Regions from separate parts of the Mus musculus genome. Here all the other regions are linked to region 1. The links are chromatin contacts, called in public ChIA-PET, HiChIP or PLAC-seq, Micro-C and promoter capture Hi-C maps. All regions are on one chromosome and are shown on one strand. Each heading gives the region's core, a stretch centred on a gene start, on an enhancer-like site or on the middle of the called end of the contact. The rest is flanking DNA. Distances are from core to core; before and after follow the strand shown.

Evidence for each region. Promoter capture Hi-C pulls out the DNA fragments that hold promoters and counts their contacts. A called contact is a pair of places that touch in the nucleus more often than the background predicts. ChIA-PET counts read pairs in DNA pulled down with a chosen protein or histone mark. HiChIP or PLAC-seq counts read pairs in DNA pulled down with a chosen protein or histone mark.
Region 2: a contact with region 1 is called in a Micro-C map of embryonic stem cells, with 5 times the contacts expected there. The contact joins the promoter of Ube2f here to the promoter of Hdac4 in region 1. A contact is called at or near these places in 2 of 39 promoter capture datasets (cranial neural crest and liver), 2 of 484 Hi-C or Micro-C datasets (both in embryonic stem cells) and 2 of 115 datasets of contacts at active chromatin or transcription factors (memory CD8 T cells and pancreatic cancer cells).
Region 3: an H3K27ac HiChIP or PLAC-seq map of large pre-B cells shows a contact between it and region 1, with 4 times the contacts expected there. The contact joins the promoter of Erfe here to the promoter of Hdac4 in region 1. A contact is called at or near these places in 6 of 39 promoter capture datasets (cranial neural crest, hippocampal neurons, liver and 2 more) and 1 of 115 datasets of contacts at active chromatin or transcription factors (large pre-B cells).
Region 4: a contact with region 1 is called in a Micro-C map of embryonic stem cells, with 4 times the contacts expected there. The contact joins the promoter of Ilkap here to the promoter of Hdac4 in region 1. A contact is called at or near these places in 2 of 39 promoter capture datasets (liver and maxillary cranial neural crest), 3 of 484 Hi-C or Micro-C datasets (CD4 T cells and embryonic stem cells) and 2 of 115 datasets of contacts at active chromatin or transcription factors (astrocytes and pancreatic cancer cells).
Region 5: an RNA polymerase II ChIA-PET map of memory CD8 T cells shows a contact between it and region 1, with 15 read pairs. The contact joins the promoter of Capn10 here to the promoter of Hdac4 in region 1. A contact is called at or near these places in 6 of 39 promoter capture datasets (hippocampal neurons, liver, neutrophils and 2 more), 3 of 484 Hi-C or Micro-C datasets (the G1E-ER4 cell line, embryonic stem cells and regulatory T cells) and 2 of 115 datasets of contacts at active chromatin or transcription factors (extraembryonic endoderm stem cells and memory CD8 T cells).
Region 6: a contact with region 1 is called in a Micro-C map of embryonic stem cells, with 4 times the contacts expected there. The contact joins the promoter of Dusp28 here to the promoter of Hdac4 in region 1. A contact is called at or near these places in 3 of 39 promoter capture datasets (cranial neural crest, liver and pre-B cells), 10 of 484 Hi-C or Micro-C datasets (CD4 T cells, the G1E-ER4 cell line, embryonic stem cells and 3 more), 2 of 115 datasets of contacts at active chromatin or transcription factors (embryonic stem cells and memory CD8 T cells) and 1 of 9 other capture datasets (liver).
Region 7: a contact with region 1 is called in a promoter capture Hi-C map of pre-B cells, with 3 times the contacts expected there. The contact joins the promoter of Per2 here to the promoter of Hdac4 in region 1. A contact is called at or near these places in 14 of 39 promoter capture datasets (the 3T3-L1 cell line, 3T3-L1-derived adipocytes, the C10 cell line and 9 more).

What each region holds. Positions count from the first base shown.
Region 1 is chr1:92,178,860-92,182,161 of GRCm38.p6, reverse strand. Hdac4 (histone deacetylase 4) reads left to right here and starts at 1,821. Exons shown (of 27, transcript NM_207225.2): 1 at 1,821-1,904.
Region 2 is chr1:91,248,694-91,251,995 of GRCm38.p6, reverse strand. Ube2f (ubiquitin-conjugating enzyme E2F (putative)) reads right to left here and starts at 1,692. Exons shown (of 10, transcript NM_026454.4): 1 at 1,559-1,692.
Region 3 is chr1:91,364,629-91,367,930 of GRCm38.p6, reverse strand. Erfe (erythroferrone) reads right to left here and starts at 1,501. Exons shown (of 8, transcript NM_173395.2): 1 at 1,283-1,501. The coding sequence starts at 1,450.
Region 4 is chr1:91,397,136-91,400,437 of GRCm38.p6, reverse strand. Ilkap (integrin-linked kinase-associated serine/threonine phosphatase 2C) reads left to right here and starts at 1,615. Exons shown (of 12, transcript NM_023343.3): 1 at 1,615-1,787. The coding sequence starts at 1,733.
Region 5 is chr1:92,932,723-92,936,024 of GRCm38.p6, reverse strand. Capn10 (calpain 10) reads right to left here and starts at 1,617. Exons shown (of 12, transcript NM_011796.2): 1 at 1,011-1,617. The coding sequence starts at 1,151. 9430060I03Rik (RIKEN cDNA 9430060I03 gene) reads left to right here. Exons shown (of 2, transcript NR_015525.1): 2 at 922-2,499.
Region 6 is chr1:92,905,355-92,908,656 of GRCm38.p6, reverse strand. It overlaps Dusp28 (dual specificity phosphatase 28), which reads right to left and starts at 1,668. Exons shown (of 2, transcript NM_175118.3): 1 at 1,234-1,668; 2 at 37-1,092. The coding sequence starts at 1,602. The coding sequence ends at 970. It overlaps 5033417F24Rik (RIKEN cDNA 5033417F24 gene), which reads left to right. Exons shown (of 2, transcript NR_138578.1): 2 at 1-279.
Region 7 is chr1:91,457,861-91,461,162 of GRCm38.p6, reverse strand. It overlaps Per2 (period circadian clock 2), which reads left to right and starts at 1,835. Exons shown (of 23, transcript NM_011066.3): 1 at 1,835-1,990.

The DNA of each region.
Region 1 (3,302 bases), core at 572-3,071:
GCTGGAGCCATGTGTACTCCTTGGTTGGTGGCTTACTTCCTGGAAGCTCTGGGGGGTGGGGTCTGGCTGGTTGATATTGTTGTTCTTCCTAAGGTTTTGTGTTTAATTTTTAATTGGTGGGCTTCTACTAATTCTTGGGTGTTTTTGTATTAGAGGTCTGTTTTTATTTCTGATCTCCTGGTTTCTAACACCAAGCCTCTGTCTGAGAATGGGACTCTGTAAAGCCCTATAGAAACCCTGGTGGTACTGGGGTGCCCTTCCCCTACTCTTTGTTTGCTGCTAGAGCTTTTTCTATGTACCAATCACAATTCTGTGAGGTCTAATCAGCACAGAGCAATACTCCCCCGACCCTGGAACCGAACCATATCATTTCAGAGTAACTGCATCTAAGATTATATTCCAGCACTTTCTCATGGCACTTTTGTTTAGGGTTGTCTTTACTCAGTACTCACCAAATCTGTGATTATTGCATGTCTTTATCCTTTCAAGTACTTCTGAACTTCATGTTTCATCTAAATGTTAGCAGGCTGCAGATCCTGCATTATTTTGTATGTAAATTTGGTAGTGTACTTTTCTATAAGCAGCTGCACTAGCACTCCTAAGTGCGGTCATTTTCTTCTGCTCTTTTCTATTCCACAATTCATCCCTTGGCTTCACAGCTGAGCTATCCTAGAGTATGAATTTCTCCCAGTGAATGAAGCTTTCTAACTCAGTATTACCTTGAGATAATGAAAAGAATCTATTGCTTCTTGCGAATTGTTTTACCTTCAATTTTCCCCCAGTCATGGAACAAAAATGCTATTAAATCTCTACTCAACTCCTATCAGGCAAGGCCTAGTAAATAGGTCAGCATCCTAGGTCAGGCCATGTAGGGTGGACCAGATGCTCTTGTCTTCGTTTTGGATGTGGGATTCTGGAAATATCATGGACACAGGATGAGAAATTGCACTACTCTCCTGATGAAAGGAAATGGACCCAAGGGAGCCAGAAGGATGGCCTTTCACGCCCATCCACATTCGTGAACGCCAATTATAGGCGCTTGGCCCAGGTCTAGAAGAACCTCAGAGAAGGGGTGGTCCCAACAAACCGGGACGCCGTGGCGGCGAACCAAGAATACACCTCCGCAACAGCAGCGGTCCCAGAACCCCCAGTTCCCACGGCCACGCAAGGCCCCACAGTCACAGCCGCACCCCCAAGCGGCGCGCCTGCCCCGGGGCAGGGCGGGGCCCGCCGCGCCTGCGCACTCCCTCTGGGCTCGGCGTCCCCCGCACGCAGCCCACGTGATCTGTGCCTTGCCTAAGATGGAGGTTGCCGCCAGGCCCGGCCGGGCCCTCGCCTTAGTCTGTGCTCTTCCGCGCCCCCTTAGAGCATGAGACAGGCGCTCAGGCACACTGTATTGACCCGGGCAGCGCCGCGGGCTGCCAAGGAGGTCTGTCCACGGCTTCAATCAGTTCGCGCACCAGCTCCCTGCTCTTTCTAAAACAGCAAAAGCTCTCAGAGCGGGCGCCTGGAGAGTCTTCGGTACGCCCCGCTCATTAGAATTGACAATGCTGGGAGCCAATGGGGTTTGGAACTTTTGAGAAGGGCGGACGAAGGCGGAGCCCCTTCGCAGCGCCCGCGAAGCGGGGCTGGCTGTTGGGCTATTGTGGGGCGGACTTAGGACTCTCGGACCAATGGAAGGGCGGCTGAATTCTTGGAGGCGGGGCCGAGCCGTAATTGACGCTTTCTTCATTAGAAACCAGGCAGGGGGCGGCGCCCACGGGGGGAGGTGACGCAAAGCCGTTGTAGCCAATGGCTGGTGGGCCGCCGACGGGAGGGGCGGGGCTGGGGCGCCTGACGGGCGTAGGGCGCGGCCTATCCCCGCGCGGCTCTGCGCTCGAGGGGGAGCAGCATCATGGTTCAACGTGGGTCAATTTTTTGTGAATGAGGAGGGGAGGTTGTGGGGCCGCTGCCGCGGAGCACCATCCCCGCCGCCGCCCGAGCCCGAGCCCGCGCGCCTGCTCGCGCCGCCGCCGCCGCGCCGCCTCACGCCCGGCCCGCTCAACGCGGCTGCTGTCGCCGTCGCCGCCCGAGCCCGCCCGCCCGCCGGCGGCGGCGCAGGCTGAGGAGATGCGGCTCGGAGCGCCGGAGCAGGGCTAGACGCGGCCCGCCGCCGCCGCGGTAAGCCACCGGCCGTCATTGTCCGCGCCGCCCGGTTGCTGGCGGCAGGTGGACGCCCGGCCCCGCCGAGGCCTCGGGGCCCTGCGCCGCGGGCTGGCGGGCGGGAGAGCGGCCTGCGCCGGCGGGCGGGCAGGTGGGCGCGCGGGGGCGGGGGCCGGGGCGTTTATGTAACTTTGTCAGCCTGTGAGTTTGCAGAAAACGCCCCTCGGCGGCGGCGGGCGGCGGGGCGGGGGCCGCGGCCGGGCCCGGACCGTCGCTGGGCTGGCGAGGAGCTGCGCTAGCCCCGGAGACGACCGGTGTCCACCCTGAGCGAGGGTTCCGAAGGCACAGCTTGTAGCTCACACAGCGGGAGTCGGTCGGAAAGGCCGGGTGTGGAACCCGTGTTCTCCTTTAATGCACACCGAGAATTTGTTAATAACTTGCAGCCGCTGATAGCAGTGTTTTGGTTATTGCATGCTGTAAATTGACCTGCTGTGACACGATTTTCAAATAAAGCGTCGCAGAAATTAAACTTAAGTTATTTTAGAACTAATGACTTTCTTAACTAAATCCTAATTGCATTACTGTAGAGACCTACCTAATTGCTTTCCGAGAGCCACTCTGCCTGCCCGGGGAGGAAGGAAAGGCCTGTGTAGTCACTTTGCCTCCCTGCTTTTCTCTGCTCAGGCTTTTCTGTCTGTTCCCACAAACCACCTAAGCATTTAAGGCCTGCGAGTATTAACGTGTAAACAGCCATGGCCCTGTCGCACTTTGGGGCTAGGGGGATGCTGGCGGCTTGCACCTTGACCTGGTTTCGGTTTTTCCTCCGTGATATGATCGAGGTTGCCAGGAGTTTTAATTGCTTCTGATAATTCCGTGCATTATTTCAGGACCGGCTTGATGAAAGCTAGTGTAGTGGTTTCAAAATCCACCCAGAAAGAAGGTGATGGTGGTGGTGGTGGTGTAGGTAGGTGTAGTGCTTGTGGAGAGGCAAGGAGGTTGAATTAAGAAAACTCAGCTGCTTGTACACAAATATACACTATAGCAGTTACAAGGCAGCAAAAGTTATTGCAGAATTTTGCAGTCACTATGGCAACACAATTACTCCATTATAATTGGAAATGCAAAATGCCACCCAGTTAGAAGTTTCATCAGGATGGAGT
Region 2 (3,302 bases), core at 443-2,942, 930 kb after region 1:
TTCAGTAAGCTGTAGGCTTTTCCAATAGAACATGTTGTGCAAAGACTGTGCAGAGTAGAAAACAACACGAGTGGTGTCTCCACAGAAAACCCAACACGCATATTCTAAGGCAGGTAAGACTAGAGTATCCACCTATTTTTCTATCATCTGTATCACTTTCACTAGCATGGGAGGGAATAAACCAAAGTCTCCATTTGGAAATGTCCCCACAATCAGAAAATTAAATCTCCACAAAGGGATCAAACAAAAAAAAAATTACTCAAACTATCAAAAGGGTAGAAGCTGCCTCAGAATTCTCGTTCCCTCCTCAACACGTCCCACCTCTGGAAAACCCCACTTTGACCCAAACTTCCCTTTGCTCGAAAATCACACTGTGACTAAGGCAGTATTTTGGGAACCGATCAGCTATTCTGAACAGCATGCTCAGTTTCCAACTCCACAAGTTGTATTTGGCCCAGTTAGTTCCTCCTCTGGGTGGGACCAACTTTTAGGGCATCCAAAGAGGACTGCAACTTGTTATTTACCAGTCTCATCAAGTCATGTTTATTCAGCATTCCTATGTGCTGTGCTGAAATCAGGCTGGTGTGACCTATGCAGGGCCAGTTGGCTCACAGTGAGGCTAACTCCTCACTGACAGCTCCAATCTAAGCCATTTAAGAGAACTAGGGGCCACTAGGGCCGTTTAACCTTCCAAGCTGAAAGAAACAGATCGGGACTTAAACCGTACAGCATGAGTGTCCAAGGGTATCTAACCTGCCAGGCTTACTGACTGACCACTTCTGGAGCTCATCTTTGATTTTGGGTACTGAATATCAAGTTAATTTTGTCCAGGTACTCCTGTTAATTCTGTTCCTGAAGCTCCCCACAATCACTATCCTTAATTTCCTATGACTCTGCCTACTGCCCAGCTCCCCACATTCGGCCCAAACAGCTAGGAAGCCTCGGCACCAGGCCCAGCCACCTCACTGTTTTTCAACACCACCCTGCTCATTTCTGGAACCTTCGGTTCAATCTGATAACCAGGTCTTGGGATGCCCTCTTTCCCTTCACCGCCAAGCCCGACTAGGTTCTTAAGGAGAGCAGATTTTTACCCACAGGCCAAGAGCCCCTCCGGGAAGCCTTCCCCAGCAACTCCAACCCACCGGCAGCGCCGAGGAGTGGGTCCAATGCCCACCGGAGACGGAGGAAACTGAGCCGGCCGAGGAGAAGGCCACACCCCGGGTGACACGCCGCGGAACCGGGTCAGGGACCGAACCGGGCCAGGCGGGCCGGCCGCCCCTCCTCCCCGCCGTCGCCGTGGCGGGCCGCGTCCACCTCCCGCTTCCCTTCAGGGGCAGCGGCCTCCCCGCCGCGGCCTCGGCCTCGGCCTCCCGGACGGCCCGAGCTCCGCACCGTGACCTTGCGGGCGGCGGCACGGGGTCCGCCTCGGCCCGGCCCTCTAGAGCCGCCGGGGCTCGCTGCCCGCCCAGCGCTTCCCGTCAGCCGCCGACCTCGCGGTCCGGCCTGGCGCTCGGCGACAGGAGCCTCGGCCTCAGTCCAGCCCGCGCGACCAGCTTACCTGAGCACCGCGAGTCAGGCGAGGCGAGCCGGCACCCAAAACCATGCCCGGCGGAGCAGCGGCACTGAGTCGCGCTGGCCTTCACAGCCGCACCGGCTCCCGGCGGCGAGACCGGAAGTGGCGGGGCGGGGACTGCGCCGTGACCGCAGTGGGCACTTTAAAAAAAAAATTCAAAGCTACAAAAGAACTTTATTGGCAGCTCCACTCGTGGACAGTCACAGGACATACACAGGTCAACTAGTCGGCCCTCGTTCATTGGTGAAGAGCACGGCCTGAGGGTGGGCCATGTGTCAAGACCTTTGCTGATTGGTCACCGAAGCGCAAGCATCCCCGACCGCCTAGCGGCCTTCCGGTTTGTTTCCATTCATTTAGCGGCTTGCTTCCCTAGGAATATCGTACTAGTGCAGTGCCTGCTGGTGGAGCTAAGTTCCTGTGCCCGGCACCATTCCTGAACGCAAAGAATCCGACCGGTTTGCAGCTGCGTTAAGGCCATGGGATAGTTAGAGGTGGCTGCTGGGTGTGAGGACACTCTTCCTGCTCCTTATTTTTTTAATTTCTCATATTCCTATATGCACTTTTAAAAATCTACTTCAGGCCGGGAGTTCCGGCGCATACCTCAGTCCCGGCGCTCAGAGACAAGAGGAAGGCCTGGTCTACATAGTGAATTCCAGGACAGCCAGAGATATGTAGAGAGACCCTACCTCCTGAGGCCTTGGGGTTCCATGTGCAGCATCCTACTTGCAGCTCGTGTGGTATGCATTCTCAGTCCCTGTGGGACTGGAGATAGCCTACTTTGGGAGAGAATTCGGCAAGACTCCTAGAGAGGTAGGGCCTTGGAAAGAGGATATTTTCTGTGGAAAAGAACAAGGAGCGTCAGGTTTCCAGTGATTTTCTTAGCAATTCTGGGGAATGAATCTCAGGAGGTCTCACATGCAAAGCACTACCTTTGAGCTACCCGCCCCCTCCCCCCGCCTCCCCCCCCCCCCCGTCTCCCCCCTCCCCCCACACCCTAGACCCTAAGATTTCTTTTGAAATGAGGCACTTGGGTTCAGGGAGTAAAGCGTTTGTCAGCATGAGGACCTGTTTCCAAACTCGGGAAGATGTGAGGCAGAGGAGTCCTCAGATTAGGACCAAGTACCCTGACTTCCATTGAGGGGAAGAGATCCCCCGCAGAGCTGGGTTGCACATAGGAGTTGGAGGCCAGCCTAGATAACATAGAGTTCCAAACAAGCCAAGGTTACTCAATGAGATCCTGTAAACACAAACAAACAAAAAAGTGGAAGAAAGTTATCCTTTGACCACCCCATGTGGCACATGGCTACACACGCTCAAGCTTCCATCAGATACACACTCCTGCACAGATAGAAAGGGTAAAAGGCAGCCAGGCCTAGTGGTACACGGCTTTAATTCTAGCATTTGGGGAAGCAGAGGCAGACCTGCCAGACTGGTCTACATAGTGAATTCCTGGGCAACCTGAGCTACATAGTGAGATCCTGTCTCAATAAACAAACAAATAAGGCTTTTGATCTAAGGGAGGTTGCAAACACAGAAGAGATGGTACTGGTATTAATCAGCGTCCTCTAGAGTCACAGAGCTTATGGAATGTCTCTCTATATTAAGGGATTTTCATTGTGATCCAGATCAGAAACTTGTGTCTTCCAGCCTTAACATCTGGATCACGGGTGTGTCCTCCAATTTTGATTGTAGTTCATTCCAGATATAGTCAAGTTGATAACCAGGAATA
Region 3 (3,302 bases), core at 252-2,751, 810 kb after region 1:
TGGCCTTGTTTCCTGGCAGAGGCCTTTGGCAAATAGGACAGTTAATAGGCCTCTAATGGTCTGGGTTCCATGTAGGGCTACCAGCTAGGAAAGGAATGAACCATTCAAGAGGCCTTAGAAGAAGTCAAGGGCACAGACTCCAGTGTCTGACAGAAAGACCCAGGATCTCAAAACTACCCAAACCGGGGTCTTGTGGGTCACAGGCCAGGCTGCTGTGTCAGGATGATGGAGGCTTCTATGCTTCTTGCTGTCTGATGCCCTCAGTGGACACTCACAGTGCAGTGCTTCCATTATAGGTCAGAACAGGTGTACTGACCCTTCCAGGGGACCGGTGGCCTGTGTACAGACTCGCACCACTGTCAACTTGAGGGCAGCACCGAAAATACATGGAGCCATGTTGGTCAGGGGCCCCAGGAGTTGGAGTGGGAGCTGGGTTCCAGCTATCAGGGAACTGGTGACACCTTGCCCCTCCCAAAGAGGGTTCAAGGCCAACATTCCACTGGGAAGGTCCAGCCTACTCCCCACTTCCTGGTGACTATGTCTGGACCTCATGAAAGTTTTGAAGGCTGATGGCTGGGGGTCAGGGGGAGGCTTCAGACAACAAGGACATGTTTACTCCCACCAAAGGAGGCAGAAATGGGATGGTGGAAGGACCCAGGGATGCCTTGCAGAGGGAGGTATTGTAACCATCTCCAGCTGTCTTAGTGGATGTTTTGTTGGCCCCTGGGGTGCTGAGAACTGAAGAGCGCGCTGGCCTGGGGTTTCCTTGTGCCTGGCCCACAGCATGAGCGATCAACTAGACCCTGAAATTCTTCCCTGAACTCTCACCAACAGGACTGACCAGCTCCAATGAAGGCTACCAATCCACCCTCCCCAGGCCTCTAGCCACACCCTCCCCAGCCTGCGTCTCCACCCCAGCAGTTCAGGTGGAGATCTTGGGAGGGATCGCAGGCAGAGCCTGGTTACATCACTCCTTTCCCAGACGCAGTCACCTAACAAAAAGGAACTAGATCTGGGAGCCCCGCTCTCTCACCAGTCTTCCAGTTTCACGAGGAGCAAGTTAACTGCATTTCACACCTTTCCCAATCTCTCCTACTGGCCTAGTGGAGTTCTGCCGCCAAAGCCACGGTACAGAGGACGCATCCACCCAACCCTGGGTCTCACAGAGCCCCTGAGAGCGACGTATCCCCAGTGTTGGACACTGCGCAGCAAGGGGTGCCACCTTCCCCACCGTCTTAGGGCCCCCCGGGACAGGAAGATGTGGGGCGCGGCTGCGTCTTACCGGCGGGCTGTTGGCTGGCGGGGCGGGCAGCTCGGCCCCGGGCGGCTGCGGGCGTGCATGAGTCCCCACGGGCTCCGCGGACTCAGGGACACCGAGGCCCATGGCGGCGAGTAGGCTGGCGCAGGCGAGCAGCGTGCGAGCTCCGACGGGGCGGCGGGTCGAGGCCATGCTGGCGGCGGCGGCGGCAGTAAAGAGCACGGCTGGTCAGGTCGGCGCCTTATAACGCGCTTGAATCCCCCGCCTCGCGCGCGCCGCCCTCGCTGCCGTCGCCCCCTCGCGGCTAGGGCACGCTCTGCAGGCACAGGGGACCCTGAGGAGGCGGGCGCCCGATCCGGTCCGTGCACGCCTCCACTTTGCTGCCTGTAGCCCAGGGTTAGCTTCTCTTCTCCTAGCCCTGCACCCGAGGCTTTCTAAGACACCCCCCCCTTTCTCTAAGGACACCCACTGCACCATTCTGCACGTCTTCTTAGGACCTCCCCCCGCCCCGGGTCTCTTCTTTTCTCATGGTTCCAGGCCTTAATGACAAGTTGAGTACCTGAGAATATGGCAGCCCTTATGGCTCCTCCTTTTCAAGCTGGGGAACCTGGAGCACTTTTAAGGTTTCCCTGCTCTTCCCCACCCCGGATGTATCTGCACAGCTGGCACCTCTCAGGCTCCAGCTACGGAGTCTGCTACTAGCAGCTACAGAGAACTGACCCAGTCTGGCTGAAAGGTCGGATCCCTCTGATGTCCTAAGCCAGGCAGATGGAGCTCAGACTGCTGCCCACTGCCCACCACGGAGCATTCAACCAGGACAGATGTGGCAAATCCTAAAGGATGAACTGCGAGGAGGCCTTTTCTGGGTGGTTCTCCTCCAGAGAGGCAGGCCTAGCTGCCTTGAGCTGCTGTCATTACATTGGCTGTAGATAAAGCAGCACACCTGGGTTTCTTTGTTTCTTTTTTTGTTTTGTTTTGTTTTGTTTTGTTTTTTGTTTTTTCCTTTGTTTGCTTGCTTGCTTGATTTGTTTTAATCTTAAATTGTGTGCGTCCAGGTGCCCTTAAAGGCTAGAAGAGGGAGTCCAAAGAAGGGACTTGATTTGGGAAGCATGACCCTAAGATATCAAGTGACCCTGCTCTGTTCACAGTGAGGGCCCCAGCTGGAGCGCTGACAACCAGATCTGTTGCCATGTGAAAGTAGTTATTTTCCCAAACAACGGACTGTCCTAGTGATGTCATGGGTTCTTCCAGAGGGCCCAGATCCAAATAGTTCTGGTACTGGCATGGCTTCCTGGACCCTAGCTCAAGGTAATGACGCGGTCCAGTTCAGGCGCATAGCCCCAGAGCTCTAGCCATTCAGGAAAGGTTCCCGCATGTTTGCAGGGTCCTGTTTGAAAGCAAGGTCCTCAGGAGGACAGGAGTGCATGGCAAAGCTCACAGGGCGCTAAGCATAGGGTCCACAGCCTCAAAGGAGTGGCATCTCTGATTCAGAAGTGGGACCCTTGAGTGTGGTGGTGCCTGGGTCTGAGTGAACATTCTGAGTGAGTCGGGCCCGGCAGGAGAGCAGCGAGTGACCTCCCTGTGCCTTCTTGCATGGCAGAAATCTAATCCTCATTCCTGGGACCTCATGTCATGGCCTTGACCCAGCTTCCCGGCAGTTCAATGAGCCAAGCTTTCTCCGTGTCCCTCTTTCTTCAAAGGAAGGCTGTAGGCTGATGAGGTCATGGGCATGAAATCTTCCCTTTACTCAAAGACAGTGGGAGCCTGCCTGAGGCTGACTGGCTGTGCGGCCTCAAGAGTACCTGCAGCTAGCAGTGGTGTCGTTAGCTATGTATGCCTTGAACGTGGATGGACCATCAGTACTCGGATCACGTGACTGTCCCTAACATACAAAGGAGGAAAATGAGGGATAGACCTTGGGAGAATCAAGGAGTCCCCAAACCAAGGCATATCCAGGCCCAGGTACCATGTCTTGCAGTCAGCAGCTCTGTAGGCCTTGAGTGCTCCTATGGGCTCTGAGTGCTCCTAGGGTGTGGTGGTCTAA
Region 4 (3,302 bases), core at 366-2,865, 780 kb after region 1:
CATAACCCGTTCTTGGCACTTAGTGGAACCCAGAGATCTATTGGTGGTAGGAAAATTAACGAGTCATGTCCAAAGGTGCAGCAGTTCAAGCCTGGTGTGCATGGAGATTATGAAGGGAAAGAGAACAGAAGAGAACTTAGGGTCAGGTCAGAATTCCAATTGCCAGGGGTGGTGACAGAGATTTATATATAGTCCTAGCACTGGGGAGGTAGAGGCATTGTGAGTTCAAGTCCAGCCTGGCCTACTGAGCAAGTTCTTGTCTCCACAAAAGATTTTATTTAGCAGCCAGAAGTTGAGCTGTAAACCAGGTAGAGATGGAGTAATGATTAGAGATGTCCATACATATGAGGGAAAGACAGGCCACATGGCAAACACTGCCAGAATTCATGTGGAATGGTGGCCGACGAGTCTATTTGCAGGAGTGGGAAATCAAGTTTAGTGTGGTGATTTGAATATGCTTGGCCCTCAGAGTGGCACTATTAGGAGGTGTGGCCTTGTTGGAAGAGGTGTGATCTAATTGGTGGAAGTGTGTCACTTTAGGGGTGGGCTTCAAGACCCTCCTCCTACCTGCCTGAGGAAAGTCTGCTCCTGGCTTCCTTTGGATGAAAATGTAGAACTCTCAGGTCCTCCAACGCCGTGCCTACTTGAATGCTGCCATGCTTCCTGCCATGATGATAAAGGACTGTATCTCTAAACCTGTAAGCTAGCCCCAATTGTTGTCTTTTATAAGAGTTTCCTAGGTCATGGAGTCTGTTCACAGCAATGGAAACCCTAAGACACTTAGCAAGAGCTGCTTTAAAAACATAGTGATATCAAGTTGGGATGGGCTGAGAAGTGTATGAGATATATGGACAAAAGACAAAGTGCTGTTATTTCAAAATCCTACATCTGTCAAGGAAGAGACAGTTCTGTCTGAGTGCAGTAAAAACTTCAAACAGTGGCTTGGAGGTCAGCTGGGTGGATCCACCTATTGCAGCTAGAGAATATCTGGTCTACATTTGCAAGGAAGCAATGACTTGTTACCTACTGCACCAAGAAGTCCACACAACACTGGCAAAAAAACCAAAAACAACAACAAACAAAAAAAACAGGTAAGGTGGTGTTGGAAAGGGCTGGTAGGATTGGGGTGTGTAGTCAATAAATTTGGGTACCTTTAAGGAAGTGAAGTCTTTGTGGATTGTATGGTAGGAAGAGGAATTAATTCCATGAGTGGCTCTTTTCTGAGACCAGGGAAAATACACAACACAACTTTGTAATTGGTAAAGCGTCATAAATTTGGTGGCTGAGATGAGGGATGTTTGTCACTTTTGTGGCTTGGCCAGTGATGGTGTTTTTTTCTGGTCTCTATCCCAGTGGGACAGCTGAGACCCCGCTGGGCGCCATCCTGCTCCCGGGCGGTCAGAAGGTGCTTTGCCTGCTCGGTCACACAGGGAACAGTGGACAGGTGCAGACCCGCCTCTCCGGCCAAAAGCCTGTCTGGATGTCAGGCTCGGCGCCACTCCTCCCTTCTTTCCGGGGAAACGCCATAACAATTTATCACGGGACCTAATGCCCAGGCCAAGAGCGCCCGTGCGCTTGCGCAGCCCACCCCCGCCCCGCCCCCGCGCGTAGCACTCTGGGGCGGCGGCTGGGCGGCGCGCGATTGGCAGGGTCTCCCGCGGTGAGTGACGGCGCCGCCGCCGCCGCCGCCGCCCAGGGTAGCGCGGAGCCTCCGCTCCACTGCCCCGCCGCCATGGACCTCTTCGGGGACCTGCCGGAGCCCGAGCGCGCGCCGCGGCCATCTGCCGGTAAGCGGCGCGGGGGAAAAGGGCGGCGCCGGGATGCGCTGCCTCCGCCATCTTCGCGCCACCGCCGCCTCAGTCTCGGCCTGTGGCTCCCGAGGCCGCAGCGACCGCGCGGTCCCTGTCCAGGCCTCGCGTGGCACACGCACGAAGTCCCGCGCCGAAGGGTCGGGGCACTCTGGCTTTAATTTGGCTACAGCAAGACTCCCAGCGGAATGTCCTGGTCCCGGGCCTGTTTGCGTCCTGGAAACCCCGAGAACTTAACAAGTTTCCGACTTCCAGCCCCTTGGTGCGGGGCGCCTGCACAGCCAATGCAGGGCGCTACGGCTAGATAACCGAGGCCGGGGATGGGGGGTGGCGTCTGCAGCCCACGTTTTGGGAAGGTCTTTGGCACGGAATAGGAAGGTGAAGAGGACCCAGCCTTTGCCTTCAGAGAGTTCAGTTCTGATCGCAGAGGCATAGGTTAAAAACCGTGGGAAACGCCAAGCGTCCGGAGTAACGGTACCCGAAGACTAGTGAGAAAGACCTGGGAAGGAGGCGGCCTTTAGCGAGGGCTTCGGCTGATGGTTTCCAGAGATTCTAGGCAAGGAAACAATGTTCAAAAGTGGGAGGGCTCAGATCTCCAGCTTGGCAGAGCGGGACGGGCTAGCATGGAAGAATGCTGGAGCTTGGGGTTATGAGAAGGTATTGACCTGTCCTCTTCACACCTGTGCTTTGGTTTTTAACCTGCGCACCTCCAGACTCCTGAGATGCTTTGTAGTGTCCTCTTTTTGCAGTTGTTCCTGGTAGTGGCACCGTTACGTACCCCCACCAACCACTCTGATGGTACAGAAGCTTCTAAGTAACTAGGCCTTGAGACTGAGTTTGATTCAGCCATGCTTTTTGAAGATAACCACCGTTACAGTTGTGAGTAAAGCTGGCCTCATACAGGCAGCCTTGCATCTGTCACTGGAGTATAACCTGTGTCTGAATGTGCTCGGACCAGAGTTTGGATTGCCAGATGTGCCTAGAAATCTGTCATCATTAGTAGTCCCTATTGCTTTTTATCCAAAGTTATTTTGGGTCTTCTCCGTGGTCAAGGCTCTCTTGACATGACCTAAAACCTTAAACTCAACTTGGGACTTAGCAGATACATGCGTTCCCCATGCCCCTTCCCTCCCTCCCTCTCTCCCCCTCTCCCCCCCAAACATATTGAGTAATCTGAAATAAACTCACTCCTATCCACTACAGGGGGTGGGGGAGACACAAAAACACATTCCAAGAATAATTATGTGTTTTGAAGAAACTGAGGTCACAAGACTCTTGTCTTGTTTTCTCACAGGCACTTAGAATTCTCCTCACAGGACTCCATTCTCAGACCATGTTCCGACACCATACTTTGCTTTAGTAAATGGTGTTGGTTGTTATGTAGTCATAAGAATAAGACTAAATTGCATACTGACCCTGCTCATGCATGGGTAAGTATAACAAATTTTCCAAAATAGTACTGGGAGCAATTAAGAAATAAGTCTAGTCATTTTC
Region 5 (3,302 bases), core at 368-2,867, 750 kb before region 1:
ATTCCTCTTCTGAGAAGGGGAAGCCCCACTCTGGGTGCCACACCTCCCCAACACACACACAATCACTACCCACCCCTGCACATCAAGTCACTGTAGGACTAGGCACATCTTCTGAAACCCCCTGTTTAAAGTAAAAACAAAACCTAAACTCCAAGGGCATGGCCAACAGGGCTCTTTCTTTCCCTTGCCTCTCAGTGTTGCTCAAGAAAGCCAGGATGCTTATCAACACCACTGTGCCAAGCAGGCAGCACAAGGCCTGGAACCCTGCCAGCTGTCACTGTTAGCACTACATGCATGTGGGACAGGCTGTCCCCCAGTAGTCTTTCTGCTGATAAGCCACGTCTAAAAAACACCAACAAAAACACTAGGCTTGAACAATCCATCCATTTAAGCTGCAACAAGGCAAAAAAAAAAAAAAAAAAAAAAAAAAAAAACCAACCAAAAAAACCAAAAAAACCAAAGCCCTCCTACCACAGCCCTTTCTGGCTATGAGGGGTAACACTGTTGTGAGTTGCATGCATGGACGCTAAAATAACAATACATAGTTCCACCTGCCTGTGCCATTTAAGGGAGCCCTGAAAAGCAGCTCCTTAGGTTTTCCCAGTTGTTAAGCACAACGCTCCCCGTGTTCTGTGCTACCTTTTGGTGTTCATACCCTAAAGCTACTAGAAGAAATGTAGAGCAAAGTGCAAAGCCAAGAAAGATTGCGCTGAATTACACCCGACAAAACTTAGGTGGTGGGATGGTGCTGGAAATACTGCTTCTAATCCCTTAATATCAAAACAGCTCCCTACTACCTGACTTTGGGTAGGAGTGTATTTTAGTAGAAACCCCAAGATAACATCTAAAAGACAAGCCTTTCGATTGCTTCTGTCCTCCTCATTTGAATTCTCAGGGCTGGCTATCACCTTTTCTGAATAGGCTTGAAGGCGAGGTCCTGCTAACCCCGGGGTCCATCTCCGTGAGAAACATATCCACAACACCCGCCCAGGCAAGAGACCCTGCTGCACCTGGGGTCGTCTCCAAGTGATGTCCTCCCGAAACTGGGCCAGAGGCGTGGACAAGTTGTAAAAGAGCGAGGAGTCCGAGGCGGGGAATGCCGCGTCCCGGAAGAGCTCCCGCGCCGGCGTCTCGGCCCGGACCGCCCGCATCTTCGGCGCCCTGGGCTCCCATCTGCGGCCCGTGGACTCGGTCGCCGCCCGGGAGCGAGTGCGCGGCCTTCACTGCAAACCGTGTTTGCTTAGCCCGGGAGACCTACTGGTGCAGAGCAGCCTAGCGCCGCAAGCTCCGTTGTCTAGGTAACCCGGCTGGAGCCAACCAGGAGCCGTGCTTGCGTCATATGACAGAGCTGCCTAATCACGCACGAGCTGCAGCGCAGAACCGTGCAGGACTGGTAGGTTCTGCTCTCGCACGAGGGCGTGGTCCCCGCGTTTCTAACTGGGCAGTGCTAGCCTGATGTCCGTATGCTTTAGTGCTCGGGACAACGCAGCTGTAGCCACTTGAAATCGAAGTCTCAGTGACCACAGGAAGCTGAAAAGTCACTTTGGTTTAGATCGCTTTGTCAATGCTATCCCAGCATGCAGCGCCGTTCCCAGCATACGTCGCTGATCACAGGCGTTGTCTACTTCCCAGCGTGCTTCGCTCCTTCCGGTGTGAGGCAGGAACTTGGCAAAGCGGTGGTTCCTCCCTGTCTTCTGAAAGAGCCAGTGAGGAAGTGGCTCAGCGAATCGCGTTGTTATCCTTCCGTCGCGGTGGTGGTTGCGTTGTTCTGGGGAGGCAGAGGTGTCACTGGGGTTGAAACTTGCCGGGGTCGGGCATTTGTCTCAAAACGATTGGGCTTCAGACGCTCTGGATCCTAAGCGGCCAGGGAATGCGGCTGGAGCATTCCTTGAAGCCTTAAATGGCCTGGCTATGGTTTTGTAGACTGGATGGTGACCAGGACGTGGACTTGCGGCTCCACGATTATTCGATGCCATGAGGAGGTCAGGGACAGGACACTCTCCTTCTGGTGCCTACTCTTCCAGGTCCCAGGAAGGACACAAATCAGCCAAGGACTGTTCTCTGTGTCTTCTCCAAATGTATTTCATCAAGACTAGAAGCTTCATAGACAGGAAGGGAGACGACGAGGCTTCACACCTTGTAGACTGCAGTTTGCCACCTATTAGGGCTGCTCTGATATTTTTTCCCTCCTCTGGGCCCCTTTTTCTCAGTCTTGGATAAAAGGTAGTCAGAGGAAATGCGGTTTGTGCAGTTAAGTAGATCAAGTACCCGTTGCCTAAAGAGGAACAACCAGGCCAAGCTTTTACCCATAACCTGCTGCTTCAGAGTCTAGACAGTTGCTCCTTCTCCCAGTGAGAGGCTGGGCTGCTCCTGCATCAGCAGCAATTACTGCTGTGGCATGACACAGTTACCTTGGCTCCACTAGGCTTCAGCGCCATGATTTGAGGTGCAAGACACTTAACTCTTTATTGAGGTTATTTAAAAAAAAAAAAAAAAAAAAAAAAGGAGTAGCCACATAGCCCAACATCTCTTTGGGATGCTTTTTCATTTAGTACTTAATTTCGACTCAGGGGACTGACTGGTGGGCTGAAAGCTGCACTATAGTTGAATCATTAAGAGCCTGGACTCGGTTTTCCAGGAAGTCTTGAGTAATTGTGACAAGTTATCCGCGACTCAAGAGTTATGCAAACTGGTTCACCCCCAGAAGTCTCATATGAGTGGTTAGCTCAGGAGAACGGCTCCTGAAGGCCGCATCCATATCCAGGGCTGGGCCACGGGCAGAGCCTGACCTCCAGAATCTGGAAGGAAAAGCTGCTTAGTGTTACCGTTGCTGTGACGAAACATCATGACCAAAGCAACTTGGGGAGGAAAGGGTTTATTCTGCTCACCTATGGCGCTTTCCATAAGGAGGGGCGCTATTTCCTGGCTCCTTTCCTGCTTTCTTATAGAACCAGGACCAGAGATGGTGCCACTTACAATGGGCTGGCCCTCCCCCATTGATCACCAATTAGGAAAATGCCTTGCAGCTGGATCTTATGGAGGCATTTTTTTTTCACTCTCTGATGACTGTGTCCAGTTGACATAAAACTAGCCAGCACAGACAGGAAGGCAGCCGGTGCTGACTAGACAGCCTAGGCCTGCAGAATGGGGGAAGACAAGCCAGTAAGTGACATCCCTCCATGGCCTCTGCATCAGCTCCTGCTTCCTGACCTGCTTGAGTTCCAGTCCTGACTTCCTTTGGTGATGAACAGCAATGTGGAAGTGTAAGCCGAATAAACCCTTTCCTCCCCAACTTGCTTCTT
Region 6 (3,302 bases), core at 419-2,918, 730 kb before region 1:
GCCTTTATTCTTTATTCTAAGGGAGAGCCCTCCACCTGAGGACCCAATATGTCTTTACACATAGAAGCAGATATGACCAAACCCTTTAGGCTCTTCAGGGGACAAAACAGGGTGTTGGGTGGTGACAGACTATGACCTGCAAGAAGTTGATGCTGACTAACCGCTCAGGCTCCACAGGAACAGGGAGTAGAACAGGGAAACCATAAAGAGCAACTCGGGGGTTTTATTCACTTATTTATTCACCGATTAAACAACCAGTGGACACACCTCTGTAATTTACACACGGAGCCCAGGTTCTTTGTTTTCCACCCACTACTACTTTAAATCGTGGCTACATTTGCAGGGCTCTGATGGAAGCAGATGTCTAAGAGAGGCTGTGTCTGAACTACAAGAGCAATCAACACAAGGTGGCAACTGATGGGCCTGCCAACCAGCTGGGGAAGATAGCGCACAGGACATAATGGTAGCTTGGCAACGCTAGGTCAGGCGTTGATGTTGATACAGGTTAAGAAACGAGGTGGGAGGTAGGCGGCCGCAGTCGCTCAGCTGCAGTCTGCACGGCCTCCCTTCCATGGCACAGCAGCTGTAAGCCAAAGGTGGGCCCATGAGCTCCTGCTGGGAGACTCTATGTTCATTTCTAAGGGACCAGAAGTTCAGGAGACAGATAGGTTCTGCCTACAAACCCAGGCACTCCCTTGGAGTAGGCAGCTAGGACTCTGATCTATCACTCGCTATCAACCGTTCGTAGGCTTCCCAGACTATCCTTCACTCAATTTCTCTACCTAAAACGTGCTGGTTTGGATTTGGTCCAAACATGATGAATAAACGAAGTCCTCCTACTCAGTAGACGTTCCTGTACTACCATCAAGATGGGGCAACACCCAAAGCCAGCTGCCTAATAGAAAAAGGAGGGAAGGGACACTTCCTTTCAGTATAGACGCTTGGTCACCCAGCAGCCGAACAGTCGGCTTACTCCGGATCAATGGGCTCCCGGGGCAGGATGGCCTGGGCCTGAAGGGTCTGCTCGTACTTCTGCAGCTGAGCCCAGAACCCCAAATTGGGCTCGGCTACCGGGCGGGCGCTCTTCACCATCTGTAATCAAGAGAGCTGCGGTGAGAGACTCGATGGACAGTACAGGGTGCAGAGGCTCCGCCCCGCGTGTGAAGGGTGGAGCCCGCCCCGGAAGAACCACTTGGAACCCGCCCCGGAAGACCCGCCCCTGGACGCTCGCACCTGGAAGGCGCGATCCAGGCTGTGGCCGCGGTGCCGCATTAGGTAGGCGGTGCAGACGGCGGCTGAGCGACTGCGGCCGTTCTTGCAGTACACGAGACAGGAGCCGCCGTCGCGCACCGCGGCTTCCATGGCGGCACAGGTGGGCTCCAGGTGTGTCAGCAGGTCCTCAGCTGGGTCGTCGAACACGGGTACGCGTAGTTCCGCCACTCCGGGCGCGCGCGGCCCGGGCTGCTGGCGGGAGACATTGACGCACAAAGTGATGCCCGCGCGCACCAGCAGCTCCGTCGCACCCGCGGCTCGCGCATTCCCGATGAAGAGCGCGGGGGCGACGCGCGCGAAAGGCGGCGGTGCAGCCTCCGAGGTGCCCATAACCCCTGCGACCCTAGGGCCATCTAGGGGCCGCGAGTTGCGGGGTTGCCTCTAGGAGGCGACCTCACCAGCTCGTTGGGCGGAGCCTTTCCTGTCCTCGGCTCAGGATTGGCTAAATTGACAGTGGGCAGGGCCGGCAGCTGGCGATTTGGCTGCAGGACAGGGAGGCCCTGTCATGCCTTGGTCTAGACGGGTGACTAGCCTCTTTGGTGAGGGTCAAGGGGTTGGCCCTTTGCCCAGGACAGCAGGCCACAGGTCAGTTGCAGCTCTATTCCCTTTCGTTAAATGCTTTCTAGTAAATCGCCCCTTGGCTCCCTCAATTTTTTTCTTTGTAAAACATGGTTCATAACCGGACGTGGTGGTGCACGCCTTTAATCCCAGCACTTTAATCCCAGGAGGCAGAGGCAGGCCTGGTCTACAAAGTGAGTTCCAGGACAGCCAGGGCTATACAGAGAAACCCTGTCTCGAAAAATAAAGAAACAAATAAACAAAAAAGGTTCATATACAATAAAACTACCACTGAATTTGTGTCTTCATTGACCAGTCTTTTATTTTTCTTTTAAACTTAATCGTTAGTTGTTTGGGTCAGTACTGTGACTTCCCAAAGGCTATTTAGAATATTTAGTGAGTCTGTGGAGTTGACTCCGTGGGTGAAAGCAACAACTGTTGCTAAGCTTCATGACCCCTGTTTCTATTCCTGGAACCCACAACTCTTGCAAGTTGTCTTCTGACCTACACGGGGGGGGGGGGGGGGGGGCTTTCATTTACACAAGCACTCACAAAATAATTTTAAAAATTAGAAATAGAAACAGTGTCTATGAGAGTCAATTTTTTTTTTCTGATGTCCAGGATTTTAGAGGATAGTTTTTGTGAAGTTTCACCATCTCACAGCCCTAGATATTTAGTTAATTTCAGTTTCAATTTTGTTATAATAGTGAAAACTTTTGGTTTCACTTTCATGGCTATGATTTGCAACTAGAAGTCAGTTTCAATTACTCCTTACATTCCCCACTAGCCAATCTTCAGTAATCTTGCCAAAATGAAAAAAATATGACTACTCTCTCTCTCCCTACTACTAGGTCTTGGTGATGCCCAGATCATGACTGTAGTCTGCTCCTCCTCTTGTGCATCCAGGTCTGCCTGGCTGCCCGCCCAGGTGGAGGAGGCCTTACCAGCAACTATCTTACCTTTTTGACCTCCTAAGGAAGGAACTGACTTGACTTTACTGGGACAGGAAAGCAATATGTGGTCAGAAAATGGTTCTAACCTCAAAGGGACTGAGTTAAGTATGAATGGCCAGGGTTGGCAACGTGGCTTCAGGTTGCTCCAAATTGCTTGAGAACTCCCACTAGCTAACTGGGAATTCGGAGTGCTTTTGACCACAAGCCCCACTCCCCCAGTGACATACTTTCCCAACCAGGCCACACCTCATCCTTTTCAGACAGTTCCATCAACTGGCAATCCATCATTCAATCATGAGTCTGTGGGAGGCATTCTTACTCAGACCACCACAGATGGCCTCAGGAATGGGATTGAGCTAATGGGAATGAGGAGGGGTTTGAAAGCCCTTTCTGTCGTATCCAGTGGCCAGCATGGAAGCCAACTTTGGGTAAAAGCAGGGGGACTGAGAGGAACAGTCGGCAGAGTTTGGGACCACTGAATCAACCAGACTTGGAATCTGATTCCAAGATTTCTCCATG
Region 7 (3,302 bases), core at 586-3,085, 720 kb after region 1:
GAATCCAACCAAAACCAGAGACAAATTAGATTCCAAAGAGTTCTAGAGTCCCCACAGTATTGTGTTTCCAAAAGAATTGATTACTATGTCTTTCTAGACTTACTGGTGGAAATAGAAAAGGCTAAACTTAGGGAGGAACTGTGACATTACATTGCAGGCCAAATGTAGAGCAAGACAAGAAAAAGCTGAGCATGAAGGAGACTCTGCCAGGTGGATGAGCTGTGTACTCTTGTTTCCAGAACAATGTAGCCACCATTGCCGTCAATGTAAGCGAGGAAACAAAAGGCCCTTTGGGTGTGTGCAGGGTGCAGCTTGGCCCAGCTCTGCTCAGTGTTTGTGTGTGTTGGGGAGTGTGGTGAGGTGTCAGTGTCAGAGGAACCAGAGGTGCTGCCCTGCCCCCTGCAGTGTGAGTCAACATCTGGCTTCCCAGGGCTTCTTTGGAAAGGGCTGCTGAAATGAACTTAGTCTCTGCCCCCATCTGCATCTGAGGAATTGCATGCCTGTCCTGCCAGGCAGACAGAAAGAAGTAGCTCCCACACGGAATTCTTGAATGTGGGTTAGCCGGCTGTGTACACCAGCAGCTCAGTTTGTTAGCAGACTTCTGTTGCTAATGTTTGCCTCCTTTCCATTCCTGGTTCCTAGGACACCCCAGGGGAAGATTCAGAGTAGTGGATGCTACTAGGCTTCAAGTTCCCTGGCAATGACAAATGACCTTTTTACCCTTGGAAGACGTGACAAGCTTGCCTTCTCCATCACACCTTGCATGAGTCTTTAGGTTGTTCTCTGTCAGCCTCAAACCCGCTCCGAGGAAACTTCTACTCCCTCCTTTGACCCTTTGGACAGGAGCCTGAACGCTTTAGTAGGCTTCCAGACAGTGCTCTTGAAAGAACCAAATAGCTTCAACCAAGGTTCCACAGGGGCAGGGCTGTCCTATCACTGGAGGAGTACCCTCCCCTGACTAGCTAGTGTCTGTAGCTTCCACTTCAGAAAAGCCCTGCTGTTCCAGATGCACACCCCGCTTCCATAGTTCCTGTAAGGTTAATAAACTACACCACCGCATTTGGTTAAGCTTCCCTGTAGAACGTCAGTCTTCTCTCCCTATGTGATTGAGGGCAGGAAGAAATCACTTCTTTCCTTTGTATCTCTGCACGGCAATTATGACCTTATTTCCTGAATCAACACTAACTAGCAACACGCAGTTTCAGAAACAAGAAAGGCTAAGTGGGAGTTTTGTGCTTTGGCCCATCTGGAATGACGGTCAGCCTGGGGGGCCTGTCCTAGGGTCACCCAGCCTGTCCTGGGAAGGTGCTCAGCAGCAGATCCAGAGGGGCCGTCCTATTTGCCCTCAAGCGTCTCGCCATGAATGAATGAGAGGGGAAATGAATGAACTGGGCTGGATGAGCGAAAGGTGTCAGCAGAGAGCATTCTCGGTCCTTCGGATTACCGAGGCTGGTCACGTCGTCGCAGGTGATAGGCCGGTGGCCCTGGTCTCTGCCGGCTGTGAGTTGCGCAGCGGCCAAGCACCATTCCCCCGCGCCGCAGTGGTACGCGCCACTCCGGGGCTGCACGAGCGGGCCACCGCCGTGCCAGGTGAATGGAAGTCCCGCAGGCCGGAAGTGGACGAGCCTACTCGCCCGGGCGCGGGGGGGCGCAAGAGCGCGCAGCATCTTCATTGAGGAACCCGGGCGGCGAACATGGAGTTCCATGTGCGTCTTATGTAAAGAGAGCGACGGGCGTCTCCACCAATTGATGAGCGTAGCTCTCAGGTTCCGCCCCGCCAGTATGCAAATGAGGTGGCACTCCGACCAATGGCGCGCGCAGGGGCGGGCTCAGCGCGCGCGGTCACGTTTTCCACTATGTGACAGCGGAGGGCGACGCGGCGGCAGCGGCGCTACTGGGACTAGCGGCTCCGGGCGGCTGCGGCGCAGGCCGAGCGCACCAAGTGACGGGCCGAGCAAGGGACAGACGCGCGGGTTGACGCGGCGAAGCGGTGAGTGGCGCGGCGCTGGGCGGTGGCGCGGTGCTGGGCGGTGGCGCGGACCTGGACGGCCGTGGTCGTCTTACGTAACCGGCGGCTCGGACAGCTGGAGCTGGGGTCCTGAGCCAGGAGTTGCCGACTGTGCAAACGGCTGCAACTCGGCAGAATGTAGATGGAACTGCGCGGTGACCCTTTTCCAGGTTCACACTGCTGTCCCCATTTCTCAGGTTAGGCACTGAGGTCGGAGAGATTAGTTAGGCATCTTGTCCGAGGACACAGAGACATTGAGTGATCACGACACCAGACTGAGCACGCCGACTCCCATGGTGCTGTCCAAGGAAGCCAGGGTCAGTGCAAACTGTTCCTAGGATGGGTCCAGAGGGTCCCCTAAGGAGCTGGCTTCCTGCTATGAGTTCAGAGAGTCAAGTCTGGCCCTGGGGGAAGGACCACTGGTAGGCACTGACTCCCAGCGGTGGGAAAGGGGTTAAACAGAGAAATACCCAGTGCCAAGCCACACCTGCCCCTCCCCGCCCCTATGTCAGGGAGACCACTTTGTCCACCCACTTTGATTTCCGTGGCATCCTCCACGCCAGTATTTCCTGTCTCCAGATGGACTGGGAGTATGTCAGGAGAGGGGGGAGAGGTCCACTCTTAAGCTGGAGCAGTCACATCGTCATCCTTTGAGACATACCTTGGCTGCCAAGCACAGACATGGACCAAGAGGTGGGCGGTGGCCTGCTTCTTCTGCAAGAACCCTGGTTGCCAGGGTTTCTGTAACGTATACACAAGGAACCAGTTTGGAAAGCTGATTCATACGGAACAAGGGAGCCAGAAGGCTCCCTGGAAATCATCCAGGGTAACCCCTAGCTTGAAGAGGCACAGCCACAGGCTGGCAAGCTGTACCACTGTAAAAACCAGGCCTGGCAGTCTCAGGATCTGTTTCTCCTCCTTGGTCCACATGCTTACCAGAGGTGCAAACCTGAAGGGAAGCATGTCCACTCTGTCTTAGTCTCTGGAGTCTAGGTCGGATTCGTCTGATAACCAGAGTCTGTCTGCCTCAAGGCTTTAATTTAAAAAAGTCGGTTTTGTGTGTGTGTGTGTGTGTGTTTTAAGATATGGAAAGCACCACTTTGTGTACGTTGTTGGAATCTAAGAAAGCCAGGGACTCCTTTATTTTAATGGTAGCTGTACAGTGTGCCCGAATGGAATGGTACTGTGGGTGGCTGCAGTTATCTGTCACTGTCATCTTGGTGTGATTCATTGGTACATAAGTGGCGCAGCTCAGGCTGTGTGTGGAGGCTGGAGTACTGAGCAATGAGGGAGC